Linked DNA regions of Mus musculus: regions 1, 3 and 4 are each linked to region 2. A link is a contact called in public Hi-C and HiChIP or PLAC-seq data. All regions are on one chromosome and are shown on one strand. The core of a region is the stretch at or near the end of the contact, and the rest is flanking DNA. Distances in the headings are between cores, read along the strand shown. Region 1 overlaps Adk (adenosine kinase). Region 2 overlaps Kat6b (K(lysine) acetyltransferase 6B). Region 3 overlaps Adk (adenosine kinase). Region 4 overlaps Adk (adenosine kinase).

Region 1 (4,370 bases), core at 530-3,029, 410 kb before region 2:
TTTTTTTTTTTTTTAAATATGTTGCTCTGGACTTTGAGTATAGCTTAGTGATTGAGTGCTTGCTCGCTCTCTCTCTCTCTCTCTCTCTCCCCCTCTCTTTCTCTCTCTGTGTGTGTGTGTAGCAAAAGAGAGCATTAACCTTTTAGATACTTATTTTATCAAAAGTCATGAGATTTGCTCAACTCCTGTCAGAGAACTTCCTCCTGCATTAAATGGGAGTTAACACGGAGATCCACAACTAGATAGTAACAGAGGAGGAGAGACTTTTGCAACACTCAGTGGTAAATGAGAGGTCTTCACCAAACTCCTTCCATCAAGGATCAGGCATCTCTGCTGAAGAGGAGGCAGAAAGGCAGTGAGAACACACACAGCAGTACTGATGTGCATACAAACTGAAGAGACCGTGCAACATACACAAGGCCTACACAGATGGGGTCCTGGCAATGAGGGGTGTGGACAGAGGCTCTCACCCATAACCAAGAAGCTGTTTACACTTGATACAAAGGGGAAAGCAGCTCTCCTATGGAGTGTCACTGGGTGTGTCAACTGCATTACACAGCAGGCCCTATGCCCAGGAGTGTTTAGCCAACACAAAATAAACTCTGTAGTATTTTTGTAGACTTTTGTTTTATTTTGGTACTTTTTTTTTTTTTGTCCTATTATTCTTTTGCTTTTTATTTTTCTGTTTTTGTGTTGGGAGGTCGAGGTGGGGAGGAGGATCTGGGAGAGATTGGGGGAGGGGAACCATCATGAAAATATACTGTGAAAACATATCTTTCAGGTTTAAAAAGTCTTGAGTTATATAGTACTCTTACGAAGCTTTTGCTTGCAAGTGCCTCACAGTCTTCGGTGTGGATGGTTTGGAGTTTCTCATCCCTGGTGTTCTGTTATAGGCTGGGACCCTTCATGGTGACGAATGGCTAGTGCAGCTCTAGAGGTAATTATAGTTGAGAATTTAGTGACAATAAGAGAGTGTTTCTTTTAAAAAACTACTCAGACAAACTTTCTAATGTGATTGTCCTCTGTATCACATGTTCTTTCTGAGTCAGTTGCAGAGCAAACAAATGGGTTGGGGATTTGCCTCAGTGGGTAGAGTACTTGTGTAGTGTGTTTGAGGCCCTACGCCTGGTTCTCAGAACTTTATAAATCAGGGCGTGGTGCATGTTGGGTTGCAGATGGGTCACCGCATGCACTTGACCCTTGGGCGGGTTGTGTACATCTACTCATGTCCTCAAGTTTCAGCACCATGTGCATTATCCCCCGAGCCTTCTCCCTGGCCTGCATATATTTAATGGTGTAAAAACTATTAATTAAGTTATGCATCAGGCACTGTTTAATGCCTAATTTAAACCTTCCCATTTTCATTATTATAATGAAAATATTCCTCACATTTCTGCCTATTTTCAGATAAAAACAGTGTTAAGTACCATACTTTTAATTTTACTAACGACTCTCCTGAGGTATGACAATCATAATTAACAAGAACGTTTCTGCCTTGGTGCCAGGGATCCCATCCGGTGCCTCCCACATGCGAGGGAAGCACCTCCCCACCCCTACCTACCTCACTGTGCCCTCTGCCTTTGCCATTTTACCTAACGCTAGTCATTGCTCAATATGTGTGCTGTGAAAACATCTGAACCCGGGGGTTGCTCTTTTGGTGAAGGAACTTTGATCTTTATTTTCTGATCACGAGCTTTCAGTTTGAATACAGGTTGGCAAAACACTTGTGAAATAGAATACCTAGTGGTATATAGCTTTATGTTCCTGTCTGTGGCGACCACTTTGAAGTGGTGTTTTCTCCTTCCATAGAAGCCTCCCAGGCATGGCTTCTCAAGGGCACTGTGAGTCATTCCTGCCTTGAGAGCAATTGTAAACCTCTCCTGCTTTGCTCTCTCATCATCTCTAAGGAAATGTGTCAGTTGTCTAACTAGTTTCATTATTGATATTTGGCCTGTTAGGGTGTCTTAGTGATTCCAATTCCTTTAGGGTTTGTAATTTCTTTTTTCTTCTTTTTCTTTTCTTTCTTTCTTTCTTTCCTTTTTTTTTTTTTTTTTTTAGTTTTAAGATTCTTAAGCTGGTGATAGTGGCACACCCCATTGATCCCTGCACTCAGGAAGCAGAGAGGCAGGTGGATCTGTGAGTTCAAGGCCAGCTTGATCTACAAATGAATTCGAGGATGGCTAGAGCTACACAGTGGAGCTTGTGTCTTCAAAACAAAGTAAACAGAAAGATTCAGAGATGTTCCTGAAAATTTTGTGTTTTGAGATAGGGTCTCACAGTGTGCCCCTGGCTGACCTGGAACCCACAAACGTGTGCCTCCACAGTCTGATAAAGGCACGCTGCCCCACAGCCAGCCCAGAAGGTTTCTTGACCTCCCTGATCTGGTTTCTGGCCAGATTTTACATTAGAAGAGCTAGGTTGTCCTGTAATTTTGTTTCCTTCCATCTCATCTCAGGAGCCAGCCAAAGGTAAAGTTCCCTCTGTCTTTGTACCTTTACGCGCTCAGTATACTTTTGTTTTTAGGCTTTCTTACTTATGTTTGGTGATTGGGTCTCAGGGTATGTCCCTGGCAGGACTGGAACTTGGTAAATAGGCCCGATTCTCCTTAAACTCAACCACCCTCCCTGAGCTGAGGTTAAAGGTGTTCACTAGCATACCTGACTCAGTATGCTTTTTAGTGAATAAAATGTCTTGAATATCCAGAATGTCTCCAACTCTGACTCTACTCGTTCTTTATTCCTTGATGATTCCCTCCTGAGGTGTTAACAGTAGGACCCAAGGTTGCCTGCCTCCAGTCCTGCCCCTTCTGTCATTCTGCTTATTAAGTAACCTTCCGTTCACTTTGTCCTGTCCCCTCCTAATGGTCCACCTCTATGAAAGGTGAATTCATCCCACAGTTGACTATAATGTTAACAGACTTGAAGAGATGGGTGTGGCTCAGCATGCCTAGTTCACTTGTGAGACCAAGGCAGGAGGTGATATGTTAGAATAGTGGCTCGAGTTGGAACATAGCACACCAGGCCAAAACAGTTCCACGTGTAAGAGGGGCAAGGTGGCAGCAGAAAAGAGAAGGGGGGAAGAGAGAGAGAGAGAGAGAGAGAGAGAGAGAGAGAGAGAGAGAGAGAGAGAGAGAGAGATGGGGTATGGCTTTCTTTATATATATGGGTAATGATGTAACACAAGTAAAGGTAGGAGGTGAGCTAAGTGGATTCTGGGGATATGGTGGCTGTTGCCTTGGTAATGGGTCTGCAGGTCCCACCTATGTGATGTCACAGGTTTCAGAGGTCCTGATGCCAACAGGAGGACTGTCTTGAGTTTGATGTCAGCCAAAGACAGACAAACACCACCAAACAAAATTGCTTTAGTGGTTCTGTAATTGTCCAGTGTCAAGCATGGCTTGTAAGTTGTTGCTAACTGGGACCTTGCCTTCTCCTTCAGTGATAGCCTCTGGAGTCAGCTTTCTTCTGTCACCCCCCACCCTTTTCAGAAAAATTTAGCCACTTCTACCTCCCCAATTCAGCCCTAATGAATTTGTTCCTACTATACTGTAATTTTTCTGAGAGTCTCTAATATTAGACTGAGTTTCTTAATGACTAATTACATCCCATTATGCTGGCTACTCTACATAGTTTTGTGTACTGCATTTTGTTGCTTAAATTCCTAAATGCTTATGGATTATGGAATAAGTATTCCTTGAAATGAAAGTTAAATTAACAAAATTATGTTCTATCATTTATGAGAATTTTAGAAAAATTTTTCCTAAAGCTTAAGGTATTATCTAAAGGTATATCTAAAGGTTTAATGTGTGTGTATGTGTGTATTTCTACGATCTATCTATATAGATATGTATAGATTGTCTACATCTATAGGTGGATTTGTCAGGCAATTCAATATAATTCTGATGTTTTTATAGTAAAGACTGTAGAAAATAATGATTTTGATGCACAATCCAATCCTAAAACTAGAGTAATTAGGAGCTGGGGTGCTGCTCAGTGGCATAACACTTGTTGGGAGTGAGGTTGACGGTTGAGGAGAAGATACAACATCTTTACAGCATAATTTTATTCTTTACATAATCATATACCCACATATGTACACATGTGTGTACATGTGCATGTATTTATTTGTAGCTCTAAGGTATATTGATAAGAGATTAAGAAATGAAAGTAAAGAAACTTTCTGTTGGTCCAGTTTGACAAAGAGCAAGCTCAAATTGGTATTCTCTGCTGGCGTCTTCCCTCCGACCCTGAAGAAGGACTTTGTTCTCTGTTTATTGAACAGCACAGAAAGCACGAGGTGGGTGGGAAAGAGATGGGGGAGGGATTGATTTATCACAGAAACTTTTAAGGGAGTTTCACCAGGGAAGACTT
Region 2 (3,993 bases), core at 1,098-3,597:
AAGAAAGAAAGAAAGAAAGAAAGAAAGAAAGAAAGAAAGAAAGAAAGAGAAAAGAAAAGAGACACAGTCCCATCCTATGTCAGATTCAGTCACCAGACCACAGATTTTACATTTTACATTGTTTTTGCTGCTTTCTTTTCTCTAACCCCTTATCCCTCATCTTGCCTCTGGGAATTTTTTAGTTGGTACTTTGTGAAGGGTCTCAATTAGAGTCCCAGTCAGTGTCTTTTTATGTTGACTTCAGTTCATGTGCTTTGTATCAAAGACTCGTTGTTCTCAAAGAATATTTAGCTATATGTATCCAACTGGAAGTTGAATATACAGCCTTAAATATTATGAAATATGCTTTTCAAAATTCTCTGAATTTTGGCATTGACATGGATAAAAAGTCGGTTTTAGAATGGTGAAACCTATTACAGTGTAAAAGATCAGGTGGATCAATGCTCACAGTTCCAAGGTCAGGGAAGCAAGCTTGTGGATCCTGTTGTTCCTGTAATTAAGCTCGAGAAGTTCTTTAGAAGGGTGCAGTGCGCCAGGGCAGCCTTTGCCGTTGGGCAGTACCGGTCCAGTCACCGCGGAGCTCTTGGACTTCTCCAGCTAGGCAGCCAGGTCAAGCGGAAGATGAAGTGAGTGACTGGGTCTTTCTATTGCACTTGAAGCATGGCAGCTTGTTCTACTTTTGAACTGTTATCAAGATAGAACTTGTCTAGGCTTCTTGAAGTAGCTTCTGGAGAGCAACAGCGTCGTGTCGGAAGGTTTGATTGTAGAGGGCGTGGTGGACATTCCTGTAACTCTTTAGATCTTAGGTGTGCTTGATGTTTTTGATGCCTTTCCCACAACACTAATCCTGTCCTGAGGAGCACCAACTTTGAGGAATTGATACTTGTACTCTCTGTACCTACATGACTTTATAACTGCGCGCGTGTGTGTTGCTGGGAATAGAATAGAAGACCTTATGCTCATTAGGCAAAAACTCCTACGGAGCCTTGTTCCTACGCTGTGATACTTTTAGTACCAAGAAAGTCAGTATTTTTAGCTTTGAGGTTATTTTAACAGTTATGTGTTGTTTGCTGATTTATTCTGATTTTATCTTGAATGGCAAAGATTTTATTTTTATTTTTTTCCTCCAGACTTCAGCAGATGATACACTTTAAATGTTCTCAAAATGGAAGTCTGAGTTGTTGTGTTTTTTTTTTAAATCTATTTTATCTTTGTATGTTATCACTAACACATGGGAGATATAATTGTTTTTATCATTGAGATGACAATTTTGCTTGTAAAAATCCATGATTTTGTTGTGTTTCTATGCTTCATTTTTTAAGTCTTGAACATTAAACTAGAGTAGATTTGGTAAAATTGTTTTCCAGTCACACCAAGATTTAAAATAGGAATCTGAAATCTTCTCGGGCCTTTCATCTCTCCTATCCATTAATATTTCACATAAACAGCAATTAGCTTACCAGATAAGAGTTAGCAAATGAGCCAGCCATGTAATCTGCTGATGGCACTCTGTCTGCAAGACCGGGAGGAAAGTGCGTGCGTGTTTGCATGTGGGTGCTCTTGCTGCTTCCAGGCAGTGGCAGGAAGTTGGTCCATGTGCCTCAGAGGAAGGGGTGGCCTTGCCGTGCACTGATGCTTCTGCGTGGGTAGGAAACACTTTGCTGCGAAGTTGCCAGGACTGGGAAACTGCCTATTGTTGTTGATCTTTATAAAAGTAAACATCGTAATTAGTAGGCTGTGATGTAGTGCACAGCGTACATTGTATTTTGTTTATGAAAGGTTATGTTTTTGAGAGTGTGGAATGAGACAGAAAGAAGTATTAGATGAAACAACGTTGGATTAAACCGAAGCTGGTCTCTACAGAGGTCAGGGCAAACCCTGATCAGTGCTCCGAGGGGATCCAGGAGGGAACTGTGTTAATTTGACAAGTGGGTTTAAAATTCTTGAGCTGCTATTCTTCAGAAACCATCTTTGTTCAAACATCCCTTTCCTAATTTGCTCCACTTTTGATCTTTGATAAACCAGCTGCAGTATTGTTTCATTAACAGACTTGACTGGTTAACAGATGTTTGCTTTGGCTTGATTGTGTCCTCCCTATTAAGAACAGCATAGGCACTCATAGAAACCATGCTGGGCCTTTTCCTGTCTAGCTAGACTGGCAGTTCAAAAGAGCAACCTAATTTCATTTACAAGTTCAGTTTTTATTCCTTGGTGCTATTCTGGAAGGCATGTGACATTTAGCTGGTGTTCTCCCTCCTCGGGGAGGCCTGCTGTTAGTCCTCCTTGCTGCTGCTCCTCTGCTCTGCAGCCCTTCACTTGGGGTTAAGCATTCTTAGCATTCAGGAAAGGAGGGATTGCGGAAGGGCTGATTGAGACATCATGGATTCTTCCACAATTCAAGGGAAGGAGTGGGAACAGTCTGGAGAATGTAGAGAATCTCTCCCACCTTCTTTGATGTCAGACAGCTGCCATATGGAGTGCAGGGAGAAGGAGGAGAGCCTGGGTCCAGGCTGCCTGTGATCTTCCCAGTACTAGGGCTGGGAGCCAAAGGCGGTGTGGTTTCTGTAGTAGCTCCTGATGCCACCAGTCCTGTTTTTTGTCCAGTTTCCTGCCGTGCTTGTGACTCTCTCTCCAGGCATAAATAGAAAGGATGAAGCTCAAAATAAGAATGTAAAGATTATATGGAACAAGAGAAATGGCAGAAGAGAAGAAGGCACAAACTAATCCCTGTAATAAGGTCGTCAAAGATGACTCTGTCCTCATGGTTGACCTGTTTTTCTGGAATTTTAGTCATGTGTTTCTCTCTTATAACAAAATCAGATTTTAGCTATTGAGCTTGAATTGTGAGTAAACCCGCAGCAAATAGTATGTGCTTGTGGAAGTGTGGAGGCCAGCTGAAGAACACCAGCTGTTCATTGCACCCTGGGCAGTATGTAAGGGACCTGGGAAGAAAGGTGGGTAGTGGAGGGATCCAGGGCACGCCTTCTTCCTTACCTTTGTAATTTAAAAAGTTGTACTGTCTGAATGATACATGCCACATTCTTTCAACAACTGTTAGTACTATACCTTTTCTTTCTCTTCTAGAAAGAAAGAGAAAATGAATAAATGAATGTGTATATGTATAATTTTTGAGCTTAGTTTGGTAGCTCAAACCCTTAATTTCTGGTACTTGGGAGGCAGAGGAGGGTGGATCTGCCTTCAAGGCCAGCCTGATTTACAGACATGAGTTCAGGACTGCAGAGTTTTATAGAGAAAGACTCTGTTTTAAGACAAAACAATAACAAAGAAGTCAAACAGAAGATAAGTTTGGATGAATTATTGGAATATAAATGGCAGACATCATTATGTTACATTCTTAAATATTTAGCGAGGAATGAAAACGACCTCCTGGGCTGGAGAGATGGCTCAGTGGTTAAGAGCACCGACTGCTCTTCCAGAGGTCCTGAGTTCAAATCCCAGCAACCACATGGTGGCTCACAACCATCTGTAACAAGATCTGACTCCCTCTTCTGGAGTGTCTGAAGACAGCTACAGTGTACTTATATATATTAAATAAATAAATCTTTAAAAAAAAAAGAAAAAGAAAACGACCTCCTGTATAGATCAGCACCATCACTCACGTAAACACTTCAAAAGTGAAGCCAGAGGGTTTACCAAGAGTTGTATTTTCTCAAACGAGTCTTAATGTTATTTATAACTTGATTTAGGACTCAGCAAAGTTCACAAGTGGCATTTGGTCATAATGACTCTTAGCAGAGAACAACCTTTTTGCTATTTCTGGAGACATTGCCAGTTTTGAAGAGTTGTCCTGTAGGATATCTGGAGCTGATACTTTCCCTGGAGATTTGGACACAGGGCTTCCTGAATGCTATACAAGCCTTACACCACAGAGGTACATTTTCAGCTTCCAGATCTTCCTTTGTAGACGAAGCCCTTCTCCCCTTTGTGACTAGTAAGTGCTCAGTGCAGGCTTGAGGCCATGTGACTAACCTT
Region 3 (3,804 bases), core at 787-3,286, 440 kb before region 2:
CAGTTTAAAAATGAAACATTATAGCTGTTAGCGGTCACTCATTTTCTACCTATTGTATAGTACCAACCATCCTTTGGAAACTGTAAAATCTACTTTTTTGCCTCTGAATTATTATTTTTAAAAAATTTTTGTTTTTGTCTTGTTTTCAGGACAGAGCTTCTTTGTGTAGCACTGACTGTCCTGGTACTAGCTCTGTAGACCAGGGTGGCCTCGAACTCGGAGATCACCCTGCCTCTGTCTCCTGAAGCCTGGGATTAAATGTGTGTGCTGCCACAGCCTGACACCTCTGTGAATTTTTATTCTGTTGTGTCATGAGCACAATCATGTAATTTTTAAAAAAGATTTATTTATTATTATACATAAGTACACTGTAGCTGTCTTCAGACACACCAGAAGAGGGCAGGGCGCCAGATCTCATCACAGTTGGTTGTGAGCCACCATGTGGTTGCTGGGATTTGAACTTCAGAAGAGCAGTCAGTGCTTTTAGCTGCTGAGCCATCTCTCCAGCCCCCGAGTAAAATGTTTTTAAAGTTCATCCATGTCATATCAGCTTATCAGTATCTCATTTCTTCTCATGGTTGAATACGTTTTGATGTGTAGGTTATTTTGTTAAGCCAGCTCTATGGGTTATTTTCAGTCTGGCTGTTGTGAATAGTAGTACTGTGAGCACCCATGTGTAAGTTTTGTGTTGCCATATGTTTGTTTCTCTTAGGGAAGGATGCAGCTTCATAGGATAATTTTATGTTATTTTGTGAACAAAAATTCCTGGATAGAAGCTGACAACAAAGGCTGACTGACTCATTAGAACTTTAATGATGTGGAAATGATGGAATGTTGCCAAGCCAAATTATCTTGGGCTATCTTTAACACACTTAATAACCATTTATTACCTTCCTCTCCGTGTGACCTAATATCTTTGTGACCGTTAGGTAAATCTTTTGGAATGTACAGACAGACCCCTGCAGATAACATCTGAAGTCCATAGTTTGATTTCCCAGCTTTTCTAATATTTCTACCAATGTATTCAGAAAGGGTCTTGATTTATGATTTTCTTGTGTTACTATAAAACTTTATTAAACTGTTACATTATTGGAACATGGCATTTGGTAAACTATTTCTGGGTATAATCACTCACATTTGGCTTCAGAACAAACCATGTTTTTTGTTCCTTTGAGGTAAAAGCCCCCATTTTTCTGTCTCCTTCCTTCTCTGTCTCTTCTTCCTTCTTTAGAAACTTCATCCCTGTTTACCAATGTGGCTGCATCATTTTACATTTCCAACAATGTCTGAGGATCCAGTTTTTCACATTCCTGTTATACTTGCTACTGTTTCCCAGTCTGCTTAGAGATACTGTGCCTGTCGAGGCACATCCTAAACACGCAGCCAGAGCTTACAGCAGTAAAGCTGTCGTTTGTGCTTGTGCGGTCTTCTGCCCAGGCAGATATGGGTGCTTCGGGCCTTCCCTTGTCTTCCTTAAGCTTGGCCACTGCAATTTTAGGAACATTCTGGAGGTTCCCTCTGTGGATGTTTTTTCCTTACACTTTCCCTTTTATGTTTTTGGTTAACTTGTTTGTTCCAACTGCTTCAAGCAGCTGGAATGTTAAACAGTTGCAGCTGGTTGTATTTGAGATGCTCTTTGGGAAACTCTGAGCACAGGGCAAGCTCAGGATCAGCTCAAACACGGGAAGGCTTGAGCTTCTGAAGGACCTGTCAGTTAGCTGAAATGATTGCAGTTCTCCGAAATAGAGCTTTGATAGTGTACCAGCACATTTCTCACCTCTCAGGGGCTGCCTGGCATCTGGCTTCAGTCTGTGAGGGTTGTTTCTTCTCAGAATCACTATGAAACTGGGGAGAGGCAGAGAGGGATCTCTATTCCTGTGATAAAACTGTAAAAGCAACTCGGAGAGGATAGGGTTTATTTCTGTGTACAGCCCAGATCCCAGTCCATTGTCAAAGGAAGGCAGCACAAGAACACAGGCAGGGCAGGCCGCTGGGGAACCCAAGCATGGCTCTGAAGCGATGCTGCTTAGTGGCCCTCTCCTCCTGCCTTGTTTAGTTTGCTTTCATATACAACCTAGATCTGCCTGCTTGCTCAGGGTGCACTCCAACCCCCCTGGCCTTTCACATCAATCATTAATCAAGAAAATGGCCTACCAAATTGCCTGCAGGTGTTTTCTCAATTGAGTTTCTTCTTCCTAGATAATTCTAACTAGTGTCAGGTTGATACAAATCTACTAAGACCTTAAGTAAAACCACTAGGAAGCTAGCTGCCCTACCTGCATTCAGCCACTCTCCCATAGCTGGTTATGTATTTTCTTCTCCTTTGGAGCTCTTATAATTGTAAAAGGATGAGTCAGTTTTGCAGTCTGAAAATTATTATTCATTTATAAGCTGGGTGGGGTGGCCCATGCCTGGACATGAATCACAGAGCAGCCTAGACTACACAACAAGACCCTGTCTCAAGCAGACAAATGTGGCAAACATGTCAATATTTCAGTGTTAGGTATAAAAAAGATACTGAGACAAACGGTCACTTATGTAGTTGCTTTGTCAGTCAGGCCAGACCCTGTCAGGAAATTGCTCGAATGGCCCCATTCATTCGTGAGGAAATAGTGCAATGCTTTAGACACACGTCACTTTTCTTCTGTCTAGCATCTTCAACCTTCTACTCCTTTGGTAATTTCTTTTTGCGCTAAACATGTATGTTTCGGGGCTGGAGAGATGATGGTGCAAAGGTTAAGAGCCCTTACTGATCCCCAGATGAGCAGTTCCTTGACCCAAGCTCTGTGACTCCAGCTCCGGGAGATCTGGAGCCCTTGTCTGGCTTTGGAGGGCACTTGAACATATGTGGCCGTGCACACACCCTCTCTCACTGTAAATAAGAAGAAAACGAAATGTTAAAGAAATATGTATGTTCAGATTCCAACTTCTTGGGACCAACTTTTACCTTCCTCATACACCAGGTGTTTTAGAATTACTCAGGCCATCTAGGTGATTGAGCCCGCCCTTCTGTGGGAGGGTTTCCTGACCATCTTCCACCATCGCATCTAGTGAGATGAGCTTCCATATGTTCTTCTACATTTGGATGAAACAGTTTGATACATAAAACCACAAACTCTGCTATTTATTCCCCAGAAGAGTCTGTTGTCAAAGACAGTCTGGAAGGGGACTGACTGGTCTGGCCACCCAGTCTCAAAACCTGTAAAAATAGCCAGACTTAAAATGGAAGGCAGGAAAGAGGAGATTTATTCAGTGTGGCTACTTGGAAAGAGGGGCAGAGATTCGGGCCCCTGCCCTCAATCTGTCTTCAGGATCCTGGAGAGAGATTAAAGTTTAAATAGCCGGCCAGGAATGTACACATCTGTGGTAACAATCAAGGTGTCTGCTCTTCCGCTCTCACCCTGGAAGGTGGTCTGACAAGCTGGTGGAGCTGTGTGAAATCTTTCCTGGAGACAAATCCTTTCTTTATCTAGCTCCTTCCCTTCTCCCAGCATGAGATTCCTGGAGAAATTCCCATTTCTTTGGAGTTCATTGTTTCAATAGTGTGAGTCAGATTGAGAGACATTAGTGTCCCTTTAGAATACCTTTATCTCTGCCAGTCTTGTGCAGCTGAAGAAGGCCTATCACTCCTTATCCCCCTGCCTCTGTCTCTCAAGAGTAGCAGTAGGCTTATAGGTGTGGGTAGTCGTTTATCCATTTCTAAAAATAACTATCATTGCTAGGCATGGTGGTATACACCTTTAATCCCAGCACTCCAGAGGTAGAGGCAGAGAACATCTCTGTGTTTGAGCCCAGTCTGGTTTA
Region 4 (3,893 bases), core at 1,281-3,780, 270 kb before region 2:
TTGTAGAACATTTATATCATCACTAAGAGACATCTTGTGTCCATTAGCACTGCCCCTGGAGTTCATCTTCTGCTCACTTGCTTCTCTCAGTATAGCATTCGAGTGTCATACTACAAGAACTTTCAATGTTTCTAGTCAGACAGCTAGGATGCTTTTCTTTGTTTGTTGGCAAATATAATGGGAGTGGTATGTATATTTTTGTCCTTTGTTCTTGCCTATTTTTCTACTGCAGGTCTTCAAGAGAAGATCTTTTGGCTTCCATTCTAATTTATTTCTTCAGTGTATGCATGTTTTAGAGTTGGTTCTTAAAATGCCAGTTTTTTTCTGATTTGTGTAAAAATGCAATAAATGGGATTTCAGGGGGTGGTTTTTGTATTTGGGGGGTAGGATGGTGCAAAGTGACCCCCCCCCCTTTTCCTTCCAGTCTTTACCCTGGGAGACCTGTTTTCACATGTATTTATATATCCCATCAATTATTCTCAGAACAACTTGGGTATCTCGTCTGTGTAGAGAGTTATCCTCTGAGCCCAGGAGCTTGACTGCACCATTGTGTTTCATTGTTTGGCCTCCTTGCTTACAGATCCTTAAAGCTCTAGAGTTTAACTTACTCATAATCTCCTTTTCACTAATATTGCTCTACTGTCACTAAAGTTATCGACAATTCTAAATCATTGAAGATTTCTGAAAGACAGGAGGCTTCTCTTCCAACTTCTGCTCTTCTTGTCTTGTACCAGTGCTTCTGACAACCACCCTTGACTGCTTTTCTCTATGACTCCACTTCTCCTATACCACCTGATTCCCACATTACACTCCACCCAGCCTCCTCGTCAGCCTTTAAATGACTTCATCTTTTAAAGTATTAACTTCTGTTTTAATTAACTCTGTGAAGAATCCAGCCCATTTTTAAATGATAAGTCAGAATTTGCAGTTAAATATCAAGGAGAATAATCCTCCAATGATTTTAGTTATATTTTTCAGACTGATATATATATATTCAAGGTAGCAAACACCATATAGCCCTCTTTAAGGCCTCAGATATGTTTTTCACATTTTGTGTGGCTTCTAGGTTTAGTGTGTCTTTAATTTGGAATACGTAATAAGCTAAATATAGACTTTTAAATGTTTTACCTGTAAACATCAACCAGCTTTACTGCAGTCCGCAGATATTTTGATATGGTTGTATAGTAATTATCAATATTTTCTAAAACTGATGGGCGATTGTGTTTCCTTTGTTAAGTCAACCAAGAATTATATTTTGTAAAAATATACTATTGGCTCAGACTCAGTTGAAACAATGTGGCTTATTATCAACAATAAGCAGATTCTTTAAAGTCAAATGCCTTATTTATTCACTTTTTAAAGGCATGTACATATTTTTACTCTTGGATATAATCAGTGGCTTTTTAATGCTTAGTGCTCTGCTAAAGAGCTTCTGTAATTTCATTTTATTTCATCTGTCAAGGTTAGTGATCGTGATGGTTTTAAGGTACCCTCTAGCCTTTTCCCTCCCTCAGCTGAGCTGAATTGCGACTACTTTGTAGTAAGTTTGTTACACAGTCTGTAGACACTGGTGAGAATCAGTATGGCCACTGGCTTATTAGTTTCACAGATGCTTCCATAATACTTAGTGCACTCTTGGGTATATTAAATTATCATATCGTGACAGCAGTCCTGAAACATGCCAGTCTTATAAAGCCGCATTTCTGAGAGTTAGAGCCAGGCTTCAGTGAACCATAGCTGACATGCCATGTTAATTTCCATAACTATCATTACCAGGGGTGGCAGTATTTCGAAGACATGAAAAATCTTAATAAATCTACCCAGTTAAAAAAAAAAATCACATTATGTTACCTTATCACAGGGTTTCTAATCACAAGGTCTGATTTTCTTCAGTCCCAATTGAATCGTTTCACAAGTAATGATAAGCATCTTTACTCTTATCATGGGTTATTAAATATTTACTTAAGTGTACAATATACCAAAACACAATATTTTGAATGTTCAGTTTTCTCAGTATGTACTGTTCACGCTGTGAATGAAAACCTCTTACCATCCCATACAGCATATTTACATATACAAATGATTTTGCCTTAAGTAGGAAAGACACAGCTGACAGATACATAGGTTAATTTGCTCTCTTAAATTGCAGCAAACTGTTCTGTGATTCTTTTGTGTGTTTGGGGCCATGTTGTAGAGAAAGAAATCATCAAGCAACATTTTAAGGACATTGGCCTTTTGTATCTAATCCTTAATAAACTTATATACCTCAAAATAGAATATTTCTTTGCAAATTCTTACCTTCAAATTATTAATAATGGAAGGAATGCATTTTTTTAATCCTGTAGCCCCCTCCCCCAGCACAGCTTTTAGATTGTAGATAAACTTCCCAGCTCAGTAATTAACTGAGCTCAGTCCTCGCACCCTGTATCATGTGATTTTTTTTTCCAGTGGAATACATTATTAGAGCACTTACACAGCCAGTCTAGCTGCAGCAGCCCAGGCGGCAACAGCAGTGCCATTTTTCACAAAGAAAATGTTGAACAGGAGCCAAGTGTTTGGTGGCAGTCTGTTGCTAGGAAATCAAGGTCCTGAGGCGATTAGTGACAAAGCAAGCAATAACAAGAAGGCAGAATTACAGATCTAAAAGAGAAAAAAGTGGTTGGTGTTATAATTACCCAAAGAAATCTGCACTCATTAAATTGGCTGTTTTTATGATTGACTTTAATTGGAGGTTAGCTCGGATATTTAGCTCCTTTCCCACCCCTTTAAACACACACAGGCACATAATCTGTAGAACTGCAGACTTGTTTTTCTAAGCATTGAGAGGAGCTTGCCCTGTAATTTGATCCCCACTGACAGATGCATTTTCTATGCTGCCATTTTGAATTAACCTATTGTAGAACAATTTTCTTCAGCCCTGTTGAATAAAACATCCAGTCTGATTACCTCCGACGGATCCGATAGAGTAAAAGAATGTACCTCGCACTGAAGTAGATTGTTTGCGTGGACTCTGCTGATTTTGAACTCTGCCAATAAGCACAATCATTTGTAATAAATTTTCAAAGAAATTTCTGGTGAAAAGGTAATGAGAGTCACCCTTTTATAATTTAATGTTTTGTACCCTGCAGCAAAATAATATTATTCTTGTAAAGCAGTGTTTTATTTCTAGCATGCTTCATGTGAGTTCAGGGAAAAAAATCTTTTATATTTAATATTTTAAGAATATAATTTTATTTTTATATACTCTAAAATGACCACCCTTCCTCCCCCACAAGCAATATTTTAATATTTAGGTTCAACATAATTCAAAGCACTTTATTTCGAGAAATAATTTTTATACATATTATGCTTAACCATAGTAATTTTTAAATTGACAAATTTCATCCTTTGTGATACTATCCTTGAAAGCCTTTATTTAAATTGTCTAGCATTTGATAGCGCACATTACTAAGAAGGCACCTAATCAGTTTGCCAGGTGTAGCAACAGAGGAAGACGACGCAGAACTTATTTACTTCTGAGAAGCCTGAAGAATAAAGTCCCAGTGCTCTGCAGGCTTCTAATCCAACCCTGGAACAGAAGAGCCAAGCACATTCTGTCTGACAATGCACACGCTGCTAATCAGACGCCAGTGCCAAGCTGTCTGCTTTGTTAAATACTCAGCTTCCTAGAGGCAGGAAGACAGCTGCTATAAGGATGATGAAATTTGGTAGTTCAATCTATTTTTGCTACCCTTGGGCTACCAAGATATTGTTAATTTAGACCACCCCAATTGGTACACTTTAGGGAGTTTTTTAAAGAGTTTGTAATTAAAATGATAAAACATCATTATTACATTGAAGACCTTCTGTAAGTTTTACATTTGGCAGATACCTACTGAGATAACCCCAGCATG

What was found. HiChIP or PLAC-seq counts read pairs in DNA pulled down with a chosen protein or histone mark. Hi-C and Micro-C count contacts between places; a contact is called where the count stands out from the background.
Region 1: a contact with region 2 is called in an H3K27ac HiChIP or PLAC-seq map of regulatory T cells, with 4 times the contacts expected there. The contact joins two enhancer-like sites. A contact is called at or near these places in 5 of 115 datasets of contacts at active chromatin or transcription factors (T-cell acute lymphoblastic leukemia, cardiomyocytes, embryonic basal ganglia and 2 more).
Region 3: a CTCF HiChIP or PLAC-seq map of the NIH/3T3 cell line shows a contact between it and region 2, with 6 read pairs. The contact joins two enhancer-like sites. A contact is called at or near these places in 1 of 15 datasets of contacts at CTCF or cohesin (the NIH/3T3 cell line) and 2 of 115 datasets of contacts at active chromatin or transcription factors (the NIH/3T3 cell line and embryonic basal ganglia).
Region 4: a Hi-C map of the N1E-115 cell line shows a contact between it and region 2, with 6 times the contacts expected there. The contact joins two enhancer-like sites. A contact is called at or near these places in 1 of 484 Hi-C or Micro-C datasets (the N1E-115 cell line), 2 of 115 datasets of contacts at active chromatin or transcription factors (cardiomyocytes and embryonic basal ganglia) and 1 of 9 other capture datasets (embryonic trunk).

The regions. Positions count from the first base shown.
Region 1 is chr14:21,111,237-21,115,606 of GRCm38.p6, forward strand. The region is part of intron 3 of Adk (adenosine kinase); the gene reads left to right. Among named protein-coding and RNA genes, the nearest start is that of Adk, 61 kb to the left of the region's middle. Within about 2 kb of position 1,780, at least 51 of the 459 cell types and tissues checked have an H3K27ac peak or open chromatin away from gene starts, as enhancers often do. A contact at or near this core is called in T-cell acute lymphoblastic leukemia and regulatory T cells, where this site is marked.
Region 2 is chr14:21,521,849-21,525,841 of GRCm38.p6, forward strand. All of the region lies in intron 2 of Kat6b (K(lysine) acetyltransferase 6B), which reads left to right. Among named protein-coding and RNA genes, the nearest start is that of Kat6b, 24 kb to the left of the region's middle. Within about 2 kb of position 2,348, at least 140 of the 459 cell types and tissues checked have an H3K27ac peak or open chromatin away from gene starts, as enhancers often do. A contact at or near this core is called in the N1E-115 cell line, the NIH/3T3 cell line, T-cell acute lymphoblastic leukemia and 1 more, where this site is marked.
Region 3 is chr14:21,085,470-21,089,273 of GRCm38.p6, forward strand. All of the region lies in intron 1 of Adk (adenosine kinase), which reads left to right. Among named protein-coding and RNA genes, the nearest start is that of Adk, 35 kb to the left of the region's middle. Within about 2 kb of position 2,037, at least 124 of the 459 cell types and tissues checked have an H3K27ac peak or open chromatin away from gene starts, as enhancers often do. A contact at or near this core is called in the NIH/3T3 cell line, where this site is marked.
Region 4 is chr14:21,249,916-21,253,808 of GRCm38.p6, forward strand. All of the region lies in intron 6 of Adk (adenosine kinase), which reads left to right. Among named protein-coding and RNA genes, the nearest start is that of Gm52152, 170 kb to the right of the region's middle. Within about 2 kb of position 2,531, at least 99 of the 459 cell types and tissues checked have an H3K27ac peak or open chromatin away from gene starts, as enhancers often do. A contact at or near this core is called in the N1E-115 cell line, where this site is marked.